2 separate regions of the Xenopus laevis genome follow, and region 2 is linked to region 1. A link is a contact called in public Hi-C data. All regions are on one chromosome and are shown on one strand. The core of a region is the stretch at or near the end of the contact, and the rest is flanking DNA. Distances in the headings are between cores, read along the strand shown. Region 1 overlaps akap13.L (A-kinase anchor protein 13). Region 2 holds the start of LOC108711469 (synaptic vesicle glycoprotein 2B).

Region 1 (7,437 bases), core at 3,144-5,643:
TCTGGATTTTAAATGCCACATTTGCCTAACATGTAAATATATGGTCCACTTCCTTGGAATGTCACCTATTACCGATTACCAAAGCAAAAATATATCTATCTAAATATATCTATCATACTGGGGCCTTTTTCAAGGATGAAAAAGGACCCAGTATGGGCCGAAACGTTATATATCTATATATATATCTATATATATCTATATATATATCTATATATCTATATATATATCTATATAAATATATATATATACAGTATATCTATCTATCTATCTATCTATCTATATATATATGTATATATATGTGTGTATATATATATATATATATATATATATATATATATATATATATATATATATATATATATATATATATATATATATATATATATGTGTGTATAGTCAATGGAGGAGTCGGCACTCACGACACAAGGTTCACAGTTGCCTGGGTGCAGTTTTCAAAATAAGATTCAATATTGTACAAATAAGGTCCGCACTCTCAGGATTTAGGAAAAATTAAGAATTTTATTCACATAGGAGACTGACGTTTCGACCTCAGATGCCTTTATCAAAGTACTGACAGAGATTACAGAAATGCTTTAAATACACAGAAATGGCGGGAACATTAGTCAAATTGGAATAGATGTGTCAGCATGGTCATCAGTATACGTCACATAATTAGTCTACAGTCTGAAAATCATCCCCATTGACTTGTCATAGTAAACGTGTGCCGAAGACAATAAACAGATTAGGGTAGTGCCACACCAGACTGATTATTGCCCTAGCGGATAAACACAGGCTGAGAATCAGCCCCTACATTTCACTCAGCCCCTGCGTTCCACTCAGCTTTTCTGCACCTGGAGCCACTGCATCTGCCCAGGTGCAGGAACACGGAGCTCCTGCATTTGAGCAGACACAATGTGGCAGTAGCCTTACAGGAATAGGTAGATAGAGCATATTAAATCATGAATTGTATTTCTTTGTTTTTTTTTTTTAAAGGAGAAGGAAAACTAGCCAAGCAATTTATTGCCAATAGATTAGCCACAATAGTGCAAGCTATAACGCTATATTTATTCTGCAGAATGCTTTAACATACCTTAGTAAACAGCTTTACAATCTATCTTGTTTGTTTAGGCTAGCAGTCACCATATTAGCTTGGTGTGACATCACTTCCTGCCTGAGTCTTTCTCTGCTCACTCATAGCTCTGGGCTCAGATTACAGCAGGGAGGGGGAGAGAGAAGCAAACTGAGCATGCCCAAGCCCTGGAGGTTTATGCTGAAAACAAGTATGAGACAGAAGCCCATGTGTACACAATGGAGGGACAGAAATGTGGTGTTTCTTTTGACAGAAGACTCAGGGCAGCATTACTTTGAGGGTTTATTTGTGTATTTATATAGACCTTTCTGATAAAGAGTACTTAATTTTAGCCTTTCTTTCTTATTCAAGGCTTCTACTGAAACCTATCATTATTAAGTCAGCTGTGTCAATTTCTGTTAGCCCTTCATTGACTCTCATTGCATCTATAAGTCAAATGCCTTGAAAAGGCATCTCTATACTTGAAAAGAGAAAAAGGCACCTATGTATAAACATTGCAATGCAAGCTCAACAAATAGGCTTATGTAAAAAAAAAAAAAAAAAATGACTCGTTTAAAAAATTTGTATTTTTTCCCGTATTCTTTTTAATTGGAGATCTTTAACCTATGGGTCAGAACCCTATGATGTTGAGAAGAGAATCCAAGACTTTATTTTGGGTTGCTTTCTCCAACAAATAATCTATGTGCCCAAAGGAAACATAGATTACACATACAGAAAAGATAACACATACAAACTTTGTGTCATCTGTTCAATTTACATTCTCTATAAACAATGTTATAGAACATGTTGTTCATCTCCTATCGTTACAACAACAAATACACTGCATTGGGGCTCATTGCATGAATAGACCGAACGCAGATTCAGTCTAAGGGAAGTTTGGGTTGTCATTTCTTCATTTCACGGAGCATTGTCCTGCAGTATTCCTTTAGCTTGGCATTTATGTACAGTTTGGTCTTAAAATTTACATAAGCCAAATCTGAAGTAATTTTCCATATTCAGCACAAGACCAATTTATTGAGCTCACGTTGAAAAAATTTTTTAACTTTTGTCAATAGTTTTGTCAATAAAATTAGCAAACATACAATTGGAAATGCCATTTAAATTGTTTTTTTGAAGCTCTAGCTTTGAAGTGAATATTTAGTTAGTTTATGCTGCAACGGTTGTAACTGAAAGCATCTTTAGCAGAGCTGCGGAGAACCTGAAATACTGTAACCTTTCCAAAGATGAGCCTCACCCTGGCCTGTAGCAAGTTACAACTCTAAATTTAAAAAAAAGAGCCTTTCATTAGACAAGTCCCGTAACCTGTTCAATTAGTAAGTTGCCTTTGCTGTGACTTGCATCTGCCCAATACATGCTGGCAATGGAACATTACATACCAGAGGCCATGAAAAGAATCTGCAGAGTAGTTCATAAGAATGCTCTGGGAACTAAATGGTTCTCTTTGATTCTCTCAGCATAAACATTGTGCAGAACTTTGTTTGATCGATGGATCTTCATGTAGAACATAATGTACATGCCCTTATACAAGAGATATAATTAACACAATGCCCCCACATAATGTGCTCCCCCATACAAAGAGGACAGATCGATCAGCAGTGTTGGTTCTCAACAACTTCTAAACTGTCAGTTTCCCCTGGGAAAGGACAAAGACATCACCCTGTTGGCACATTTTTCAAAGTTTGCTTTATCAAGGCTGGAATCTGGGATAGACCTTCACCCTGGGCTTGTTTTTCCTACAGACTTATAAGTAACCTTATGCAGAAGTATTCATTACACCCACTGGGTCCATACATCTATCAAAGTGTTTCTCTTATTTGCCACAAGGGTGACAGTCCAGTGGTAGCTAACTTCAGAGTGCTCTCACTTACAGGGGAACCATAGCGAAAATGAAAATGTACTTAAAGTGGTTTTTGAATGTCTTTGTTGATTCTAACATCCTTATTTATGCGAGATATGCAGCACTGTACAAAAATAGCAAACAGTACTAGACCAATACAGAACGAAACAGTAAAATTAGAGCTAACAGTTGAAAGGGATGGGGAATAAAATAAAACTTTTTTAACAAACTGATGATAATTTTTAATGGTATGCTAATTTGTGGGGGTGTATCCAATAGACGTCTTTTTACGATGTTAAAGCATTGAAAGTTTTGGAGGGCAGAGTAGATTCTGAAAGTTGCAGAAATTTCAGAGACAAGCGAACAAATGAGGGGTTACTAATTTTAATCGGGTTGAAAAAAGACAAAGTCCATCAAGTTGATGATCAAAGTGTGAAGAGAGACACACAATCTGTTCTCAAATGAGGAGGAAAAGTCATGTGGAGTAAAACATATTTAAAAGGAAAGTAAATCTCTAAAGTAGTAATAAACTTCAGTTTCAATATATTTTCTATTTTTAGTATATTTGATAACATGGAGGTCAACTACCTAGTCTATATGTACTGTAATGCACAACAGTCAGCAAGTGATGTTGAACTCTGAAGTTTAATAATTTGACTGTAATCTTGACTATTCGCCTCCTAAAAACCTGCCAAATTGCTGTTTAAGCCAATGGGAGTGAGGTCCAGGGATCAATTTGGAGTTGTTTGCAGCCTTCCTGATTTTCTTCACGTTTTTTTGGGTGAAAAAAAACTCAATTTGACTCAGCTTGACAAAGAGCCGTGCGAGGCTCGAAACGTTGCTATGCTGCCCTGCTGTATGTAAATAAAGGCAATTTTTACTTTATCCTGGAGTGCTGCCCTTCTCTTCTCTGATTCCTGTGGCTCAGTGTGGAAGGACACTACGGGAGGTGCACCGAAGCAATTGAGGAAATCAACCAGGTGTGTGCCCCTCAAACCCCTTTGGAACTGAAAAAAAAACTCAATTTGTTTCCGAATTTTTGGGTTGATTCAATTCATCCCAGATTTAAAAATTTGATTTTATTAATAAATTTCGATTGGTTGAATTTTAAATTTATGGGAGTTTTTAAAAAATTCGACCTTTGATAAATGTGGCTCTTAATCTCTAAACATTTCATTTATTACTATTTATATTGCTTGTACTTTCTGTCCAAATTGTAAAATTGTACAGAGTTGCATATGCTAGCAGCTCTATAGAAATAGAATTGTACATAGATAGACGCATTCAGCATGGGGCTAGTGAATCTGGCACACCTGTTTTTCTACTTTTTTTTATATAGCAGAAATCTGTGTTGACCATAAATAACAAACATTCATGTGCAGATGTTGTGCTTTTCTGCTTGTTCTGTCCCCTTTAAAACTGACCTGTTTCAAGCAATGTGTAGTGATTGCTGTACACAGTGAGCAGCAGGTGCATTATTGTATTTCGGCCTTCAAACAGTGGTCAGACCAGCCAAGCCGAGGCTAAATAGCACCTATAGTGACAATTATTTCTTCATGGTGTCAGCTTTCAGCCAACTCTTTATAAAGCTCTGAAACCTCATCCCATTACCTGATAAACAGATCAGTGTTTTAAATTGGTGTATATAGAAAAAATATATAATGATTATATGCTATGTTTTTCATTAAGAAAATGTGTCACGACAGGTACATAATATTTTCTCAGGGGAAGTCTACTTTTTTTTTTTTCGTTTTTACTTCCCGTTGTTTGCCACAGGTGACTGCAACTTCCTGCAGCAAACAGATCAAAAGCATAGGTGCTTCTACAACTACTGCTGAGAGTTATTATTCACAGGGAATGTAGGGTTACAAGTCAAACACTTACATTAACTTTTAATGTGTTAAAGATGGACCTATTATAAGCAACTTTTCCATAGGAAAGCCTCCCAACCAGTTGTTTAAGGCTTATATCACATCTTCTCTGTCAGTTGTTAGTCATAAAATACACACTTGCATATTTTTAGGCCAAAATACACACTGTATACAATGAAGACACATGCGTAACTTTAGCCTAAGGGTCAGGGCACACGCTCAGATTCGTCGCCCGGCTTCTTCGCTCCTCTTCTTTGGGGCGACTAATCTCCCTGAACGGTCTCCTGTTGGCTAGAATGTAAAGCGCTGGCTGGGTGGCACTAGGAGCGCTTAGTTTTCCGAAGTCGTCCAAAGTTGCCAGAAACTTCAGAAAATGAAGTGCTCCGGGTGCCATCCCGCTGGCAATTTACATTCTAGTCGACAGGAGGCAGTTTGGGGAGATTAGTCCCCTTGAAGAAGAGGGGATTTGTCGCCGGGCCCTTAACTGCACCCCGCAGAAGAGGAGATTTGTTGCCGGACCCTTAACTGCACTATACTAAAAGATAACTTTAAAGCAACAGTAACAGAAAAAATGAAAGTGTTTTAAAGGAATCACAATATAATGTACTGTTGCCCTGCACTGGTAGAACTAGTGTGTTTGCTTCAGAGACACTACTATAGTTTATATAAACAATCTGCTGTGTAGCCATGGGGGCAGCCATTTAAGCACAGCAGATAACAGATAAGTTCTGTAGAATCCCATTGTATAGTACAGAGTTTATCTGTTACCTGCTGTGTATCCTGTGCCTTTTCACCTTTTTCAGCTTTGAATGGCTCCTCAGTGTTTATATAAACTATAGTAGAGTTTCTGAAGTAAACACACCAGTTTATCCAGTGCAGCACAACAGTACATTATAGTTTAATTATTTTAAGGGTGGTGGCAGACAGGGAGATTAGCCGCCTATCGACAAATCTTCTCTACTGCGGGTGACTAATCTCCCCTAAATGCCTTCCTTCCGGCAAGAATGTGAATCACCGGCAGGATGGCATACGAAGTGCTTCGTTTTTCCAAAGTTGCCTCACGAGGAACTTCAGGCGACTTCGGAATTCCGAAGAGATACGTATACCGTCCCACCAGCGATTCGCACTCTTGCTGGCAGGAAGGCATTTCAGGGAGATTAGTCACCTACACCCCGTCTGCCACTACCCTAAAAGTCTTCCATTTTTTGGTGTTCCTGTTCCTTTAAGGTGAACTACACCTTTAACTAAAAGGCATACTATGAATTCTACAAACATATTCCCAGTGAATCCCACACCTGACTGGATTCAATTCTTCATGTATATGCAATTATATTTAAGCCATTATTATGGAAAACTCCAGAACAATGCATTGTTAGCATTCTGAAACAAATTGATTCTCAAACCAAAAATAGATTCCATGCTTGCAGAAACATGAATATGGTAACAGGCCACTGTATGCCGACTATTGTTTCAGGTTACTATCCTAATGAAACAGGAAAATACTTGAACAAAGATTAACATGATGAATGCTCTTACATTGCAGTAACAACTGTTTGGGTTTAAAGAGTTCATAAGTGATATATGTTACCTGGGAGAATCTCTGTGTCGGATATGCTGGGGTAAGTAGTCTCCTCCATGGTGATAGACAAGTCAAATCCAGAATCATCCTCTTTAAGAGAATCAGTGACTTCAGAGTCCTGGACAGAATTCTCCTTATCTTGGGGTGCATCAGTGCTTAAACCATTTACAGATTCTGTCTCCAATAACCCAGATACGATGCAAGCCTCACACTCCACATCCACTGCTCCATTGGGACCTTCCAATGAATAGACATTGATGTGCACTTCCTCAGATAAAGGAATGTCTGTATGATAGTTAGAATTCAGAATTTGCTGGGCTGTTTCTACTTCTTTTGCATCTGAAGTTAGAAGTTTTTCCAAATCATCTGAGTGCAAGGATTCCTCACTTTCACTACTTGTAGATGCTGTATCTGAAGCAGAGTCACCATTGAGCAATGATTCCTCAGCGATAGGGTGAAGACATACCCTAGTGATGGTCACCAGCTCAGAATCCTCCCCATCTTTATCATAAGCGGGCAATGACTCCTTGCTATCAACTCCCCTAGGCTCCTCTTTTTCAGAAGTAGCAAGACATGTCTCAGATTCCAATACATTATCAGATGGGTTTACAAAAGTCATTTTTACTCCAGTTTCTTCTGTTGACTCTGAGACACATTCCTTATCTGTGGACTCCTTCAGGTCTACTGTGTTACACAGAGTTGTATTTTCCTCAATCTCTGCAGCAAGACTTTCAGTGCAATCACAGCACTGCAATGGCAGTTCATTTCCCCAATCAGTGTCACACTGGAAAACATCTGAAATAGGTAATGTTTCATCTTGACCCCCATCTTTAAATGTTTCGCAGAGCATCACGTTTGGTTCAGGCTCTGCCTGATCTTCTACACCGGTGTTGACCTGCAACTGCTCTCTGCTTTGCTTGCACGCTGGAGTGGTTTTCTGCATTTCAGTGTTTGCATTACTATTCAGAGTATCTTCTGCTGCTAATACTTCCTGCTTTTGCAGAGAATCATAATTACTAAGCAGAGAGGGAGTGTCAAAGACTTTATTACACTCTCCAGT
Region 2 (6,932 bases), core at 3,479-5,978, 100 kb after region 1:
AATTCAAATTTTGAATGACAAGTGTGGAGCGGCATGTGAGGCGGAACCGGTGTGGGGTTAACTCGTTGGTGCCCAAAATAGTACAGTTCTGAATAACAAAGACGTGGGCTCTAAAGAAGGGGATATCCCCTAAATATATCCGGTGGACATTTGGATTCCGATGTTATGGTGGTATAACAATCACTATGTAGTTGTATGTGTCCCACCGCTCTGCAGCGATCGCTGCCCTGAGTAAGGAAATTACTGACCGTAGCAGATCACCTCCCACACCGGTTTGTGTAACAGTCCATACTCACATCCGTCTTCAGATATCACTTGTACCTCTGGTGCGCATCATCCCCAACGGGAAGGAGAGCAGAAGAACGCAATTCCCCTAGCAGCGCTGTACCTCGACAGCTGTTTCGCCGCTACCTGCGGCTTTGTAAAGTAAGTCGTCCCTATTAAGGGACAGAGCATATTGATATGCCCTGCGAAGGCAACGTGTTTTATAGCTCTTTTATTACTCAGCCCATGTTATGTAAAACTGTGTGAGAGTGACACCTGGAGAAATGGTGATGGTGATGGACTATGTTCCTTCCTGTGTCCTGTTTGCATGAAGCATAGGGTTGCTCTTATGGATATAAGTGATAGGACATCAGAACTTGCATGGCTCTATACCACTGATAAACATAGAATGATTTTGCACCCTAATCAAGCACAAAAAGGCAGGTGGTTCAGCAATAAAAAATTCTTTATCAAAGATTTATATGTAACAAACATTGCAACATATATATGTCACTAAATAATGACAATGTCCATCAAGGCCATGAAGATACATACCAACCAGTAATAAACAGCATATCAGTATGAAAGCAGATACTCTGAATAAGAGAATTACCCCAACATTTCAGCAAAAACGCCTCTGTCAGGGAGTTCCATGTTTGAACCTCCTCTTAGACTCTTCCTATTGTGTTCACGGGCTTTCATTACTACTTTCATGTACTTATTCCTGCCTGCTTCTACATGCTAACCACCTCCCACTCTTCCACGGAAAATGACAAGGACAATGTGCAAAACACATGTACGTGTTAATATGACTGGGTACTAATTTACCCGAATAAATTAACTGAATAAATGTACTGTTTAAGGTAAAAGGTTAACTAGTTGAAACTAGTTACCTGCTTCAGAGGAGTGAATGTCCTATACCAGAATAATAATGGTAATGGAGAGTGTGTGATATATAGAAAAAGCATTCCATGGAGTACACCTGCCATCCCTTTAAATAATAATAATGAATAATATATGGGACTGGATAATTATCATTATCTTAATAAATGGCCCTTTAATTGGAACTGACGATGGATCTGCGATGGTCCCTGTCAGTGTTTTTCAAATGAGGGATGGGCATGTCCTAAAGGTCCCTGCCAGAAGCACAGTCGGAGAGGGATAGCCAATCACAGCACTGCAGTCACACAAGCAAAAACAGACTTCAGTTTCCTATGAGGTCAGCCTAGCTGCTGATTGGTTATTATCCTACAGTGCAGTGCTGCCAGCTCCCCTGCACAGCCTGGGAAAGAAGGCAACAGAAAATTGAAGAGATGGGCAGGACTATTAATTTTTCTTTGCAGAAATTTTAATTTTCAATAAATCAACCTGAAATATTACTTTTTTGAGCACATCCTTTTATATTTAAAAAAATATAATGCACTGACACCTTCTTGTTTTTCACACAATATGTCCCCTTTAATTCGTGATATTGCATACTATTTCCTCCTTTGTGGGTAACTTCAGTGTTTTATATCTGGCTGTTACGTAGATCCTGTATGTGCTGGCTTATTATTTAATTTTTCAAGAGCACCAGAGCTTCTGGACGGTAGATATACCCAACATGTTTCAGGACCGTGTTTCACTTGACTGCTGGATCTGGAGTTCCGAAGCACATACAAAGGATCAAATTGTAAGTAGTAAGTAACTATTTAAAATTCAGCCAGGTTAGGTATGTTAAAAGATGAGAAAAATGAACTCTTATCTGAACCACTTCCTTTAATTTCTCATTCCTTAAGTGGAAGATGTTTGTCACCATCTCTTGTCCTTTCAACTCACAGCATGCTTCCTTGAGCTGATGCCCTCTTTCTTATTTGACTGGTGATTTCCTGTTCTTTCTCAGGGTCTCACCAGTTCCTACTTGAACTTTCCCCTCTTTCATTCAAGCATGCCTTTGTTAATTGTCAGAAAGGCTACACTTGACCTTTCTTGTCTCTCTGACTACTACTGACTCCCTCTTTCTGTTAGATACAAAACTCTGAAATATGATCTATAACTTGGATGGTATAACAGTGTCTACACATATTTAATTATAAGGACCCTCTGCAATCTGTTCAGCCTGCATTTTTTACTGGTTTAGACTTTTGCAAACATTCAAAAAACCTACAGTTTTTGCCAAAAAAAAACAAAAACATGGGTGACAAATTCATAGAGAAATGTTGTGTGCGCCATTGCACTAAGGCTTAATTGGAAGGCAATTACTATGGATTTGTTTACATGAAAAATGTAATTCCTGTGTAATTGTACACTATTTCACAATGATGTAGTATCAGGAACACAGGGCTGTCCAAAGTGGCTGGGCAAACATTGTACAAATACAAATATAGCAGTACCACACCTCGCCACATAGGTGAAACTCATAATTATATTATTAAACACTTTGTTGCATCTCTTAGGTTTTCAATATTACCACAATCATTCCCTGCAGATACATTTGCTTTATTTTTGGCATCTCCTCGTCAAGCCTTGCTGGATCATTTTAAGATGAAACAATAGGAAATTCTTCTCATTTGTCTCTTAATTTGGCTGCCATGTAACCATGCAACTGTGTAATATAATCCTTCAACATGTTTGTGAACATCCTGCAAGGAGCAAGTACAAAAGGCAGTTTGGGAGAACAGGATATCTATTCTGACATACGGAAACGCAGTACTGGAAAAAGAAAATGTGCACTGCAGCAAATGGAAACCAGTTTTGCAAGGCACATATTACATGCTTCATATTAATTGGATAATATATAATACAGCAGTTTTTTTAAAAATAACTTTTAAGTGGTTATTCTAATGCTTTAGGCTTGTTAAGGCTTATTTATAACACCATACAAAAAAGTGAAGCATTTCCAGCCTTTATCACTTCAGTGAATTAGGAGGATGGTAGAGAGCGACAGGGTGGGCATCTATTATCTCAAATTTTAAAAATTATTTTTAAACAGTGGTATAGATTCACTATACTTTTGCCAACAACATTTTGTGGTTGAGGCTCGGACCTCGAAAGGGTTAACTCTCTGAACCCTGCCCTTAAAAAGTCCCTGGTGACTGTTTAATTTGACTGTATGAAGTCAGTATTAAAGGGGGTGGTTTACGTTAAAGTTAACTTTTAGTATGTTATAGAATTGCCAATTCATTTCTTATTTTCTATAGTTTTTGAATTATTTGCCTTCTTCTTCTGACTCTTTCCAGCTTTCAAATGGGGGTCATCTAACAAATGCTCTGTAAGGCTACAAATGCATTGTGTTGCTATTTGAATTACTCAACTTTCTATTCAGGCCCTCTCCTATCCTCTTCCAATATCTTATTCAATCAATGCATGGTTGCTAGGGTCATTTGGAACATAGCAACCAGACGGCTAAAATGACAAACTGGAGAGCTGCTGAATAAAAAGTTACATAACTTAAAAACCACAAATAATAAAAAAATAAAACCAATTGCAAATTGTCTCAGAATATCACTCCCTTTGTCATACTAAACGTTAATTTAAAGATGAAAAACCTCTTTAAATATGTTTGAAAGGTAAGGGCTTAATGCCATCAAATCCATCTCATTTCTAAAATGGGAAACAAGAAGTATACCCATACTCCCTCTAGTGGTGACTTTTTATTAATACACTATACATACATGGGCACACATCCAGCAAAACCAAGTATGTGCCAAACAGTCTCCAAAGCAAAGTGTGGATCCATTACAACAACATTGTGGAGTTTTGTAAAGGCTGCGGTACCAATACACTCATACCTTCGGCAGCCTGTAATTATTTGCTGTTAAAAAGAGTTTTGTTTTTGTTAACATGGTTATATGTGTATTAGATCTAAACAAAGAACCCTGGTCTCCACATCTTGTTAAAAAAAAAAAAAAAGTCATGAAACTATTTTATAAATATCCTTTATGACTCCACTTGCATCTGTTCTGCAGCTGTTAGTGCGGCCGCCTGACCATCATAGAGCATACAGGGTTATGTGTAGAACTGCTTGCCGCAGCTGTGAGAAATGTATTGGTTCTTCTTTTTTTCCCCATCTTTGCTCCCCCCCCCGCCCTTACATATATGGGATGATAAAGATTAAATATAAGCAGAACAAGAACATGCTTTTAATAGCAGTGTAAATATTCATGCTAAATTCTGTGCCTTCCTCGGCAGCTGCGAAAACTATTTGCTCGCACAACCTGATCCAACCTGGCTCACAAAGCAGCCTGGGTAATTTCAGAGTTTTCATATAGATATTAACGCCATGTTCCCTCTTCTTCCCAGATATTTCTCCAGCCAAGTAAAAACAACAGTCACTTAGTTTTGTAAGGAACAGAGCCAAAGCATCAAGTGGATTACCCAGGCTCAGTCTGTCATGTCTATTCAGTAATCCAGTTAAGCTTCCATAGCAACCAGTGAAGAGTCAGCTTTAGGTGCAGTATTTGTACCCAAAAACAGAACTGTTGTAACAGTATTGTATACTTCTCCAGCATGAATCTATTGTTTTATTTTGCTTAATTGAAACTGTGGCCCTTAAAGGAGAAGGAAAGGCAAAAAACTATGCTACCTTCACTGTGTTCTCCATCCTTCCCCCTTCTGAAACGCTGCAGTTAAAATGCTTAAATCCGTGCTCAATCTGTGCACAAGCGCTTGGAAGTTTCTCCCGTTAAAGCAGTTTAGCGCCGCCATTTTAAATTTGAGCTTCTCTTCCGCATGCACTGCCTTCGTGACCCCGCTGACGTCACGTCAGTCAAAATAAAATCTGTATTTGACTTTATGGCTTAGTACAGACCTCAGTCAGACAGACCCGATCCTTGGCTGCCTTTTTGTATCGCCCCCCTTCCTAAGCTGCTGCGCTCGCTCACTGACAGATTGTAAATAATATCAGAGCAGCGCAGCAGCTTCAAAGCTTCCCCGGGAAGCTGCCTCAGCTATTGGCTTAGATTTATGAGGCGGGGCAGAGAGGTCAGCGATGACATGCGGCTGGGTCACGTGACCGTATCGTCATCGCAGCAAGGGGAAGAAAAAATAGTCTTGTGCGCATGCGCAGGGCACGGATTGAAGCTATTGCGCATGCGTGTGCCCTACTTGAACAGATTTCTTACAGAAAGAAAGGTAATCTTTTTCATACTTGTCTTTACTTTTTGAAAAATCGATTGGAGCAAAAATGTTGTTGGAAAAAGTAACAGGGGAATGCTTGCTGCAAACTATATGTACCATATATTGGCAACGCTTACAGCTAAAGTTTGTTTTTGCCTTTCCTTCTCCTTTAAGGACAGGCTTTCCCAGTCAGGCTTACTGGGTAGCACCCAATGACTTGGCATTTTGCCAAATGAGAGAAGTGCTGAGATTAACCCTTACATCCCACTGATACAGGCCTGGATTTGTGGAGAGGCCACCAAGGCCGGGCCTAGGGCGTCAGGATTTTAGAGGGCGGTATGCAGCCCAATCACACCCACATTGGTTCAGAAACACTAGGAATGTGCAGGAGATACAATATTTTTTTAAACTTCCCGTGCGCTAATCTCCATTGCTCAGAAAATTTGTGCGTAAAAGGGAGGGGACAGGGGCAACGAACGACAGCAGGCCTAGGGGGCCTCTATGTAAATCCAGCCCTGCACTGATATATCTCTGAATCATAGTTACTCTTTGGGCAACAGGTTCAAGGAACATTTTATAAACGACTGTCATTGCTCACTTTCAATTGTAAAAAACAAGATTCAATTAGTGCGATCATTGATGCATGTTCCAATACAAGTTGTGCTTGTGTTTTTGCACACGGCTGCTCTACTTGTAAATGATCTCTTTTGTCTTTATTACAGCAAATAAAATAGTTCAGGGACAAAACACCTTAGGGGTCATTTATCAACACTGGGCAGATTTGCACCTGTGCAGAAACCCACGGTAACCAATCAGATAATTTCGTTCACTGTTCAACCTGCAGCTGGCTGAAAAAAAGCTAATCACTGATTGGTAGCTATGGGTTACTGCCCAGGAGCAAATGTGCGGAGTGTTTATAAATGAGCCCCCTTGTGGGCTGTAAGCCTACAGTCATTTATAAAAACTGGGCAAAGTTTCAGATTTTTGGTTTCATTGATCTATCTGCAGATGAAAAAAAAGCTGGTCACTGATTGGTTGCTGTGGGTTAATGCTTAAGTTAACCTTATTGATTTACACAGAAATACACACGTTTGATAATTATTTATGACATGATCAATTATTCATGTGATATTGACACGAATGATTATTTTTATGTAAATTTCATCAAGGCTAGTCCCTCAAAATTATTTTCACACAATTAATTGATTTCCTGTTTTCTTTTAATTTTTCCACACATATCCCTATGTGGATTCGCGACATTAAAAGCTCCTCTTGGAGTTCTGCTCTTAAGGTCAAATATACTGCTAAGGTGCTATATGCAAATATATTTTTTACTAAGGTGTTTATAAAATGGCCTTGACTGTTTAGTTTGCAAAGTTGGACAAATGTGATTCAAAGTACGGAGGGTTTTGTTCCTGGGTGTGTAACTGGGTGTTTCTTGTCCTGACAACTGATCTTTAACATCTTTAGGCTAGGGCCACACGGGAAGATTTTGGGAGATTGGTCGCCTGGCGACTAATCTCCCTGAAATCTTCCCGTGTGGCCTAACCCTTAATCTCATGGAGTTGTTA

The links. Hi-C and Micro-C count contacts between places; a contact is called where the count stands out from the background.
Region 2: a contact with region 1 is called in a Hi-C map of animal cap, with 6 times the contacts expected there. The contact joins the promoter of LOC108711469 here to the enhancer-like site in region 1. A contact is called at or near these places in 2 of 4 Hi-C or Micro-C datasets (the XL177 cell line and animal cap).

The regions. Positions count from the first base shown.
Region 1 is chr3L:117,610,223-117,617,659 of Xenopus_laevis_v10.1, forward strand. akap13.L (A-kinase anchor protein 13) reads right to left here. Exons shown (of 39, transcript XM_041586857.1): 6 at 6,387-7,437. Among protein-coding and RNA genes, the nearest start is that of akap13.L, 87 kb to the right of the region's middle. Within about 2 kb of position 4,394, at least 1 of the 7 cell types and tissues checked has an H3K27ac peak or open chromatin away from gene starts, as enhancers often do. A contact at or near this core is called in animal cap, where this site is marked.
Region 2 is chr3L:117,710,883-117,717,814 of Xenopus_laevis_v10.1, forward strand. It overlaps LOC108711469 (synaptic vesicle glycoprotein 2B), which reads left to right and starts at 4,729. Exons shown (of 13, transcript XM_018253239.2): 1 at 4,729-5,376.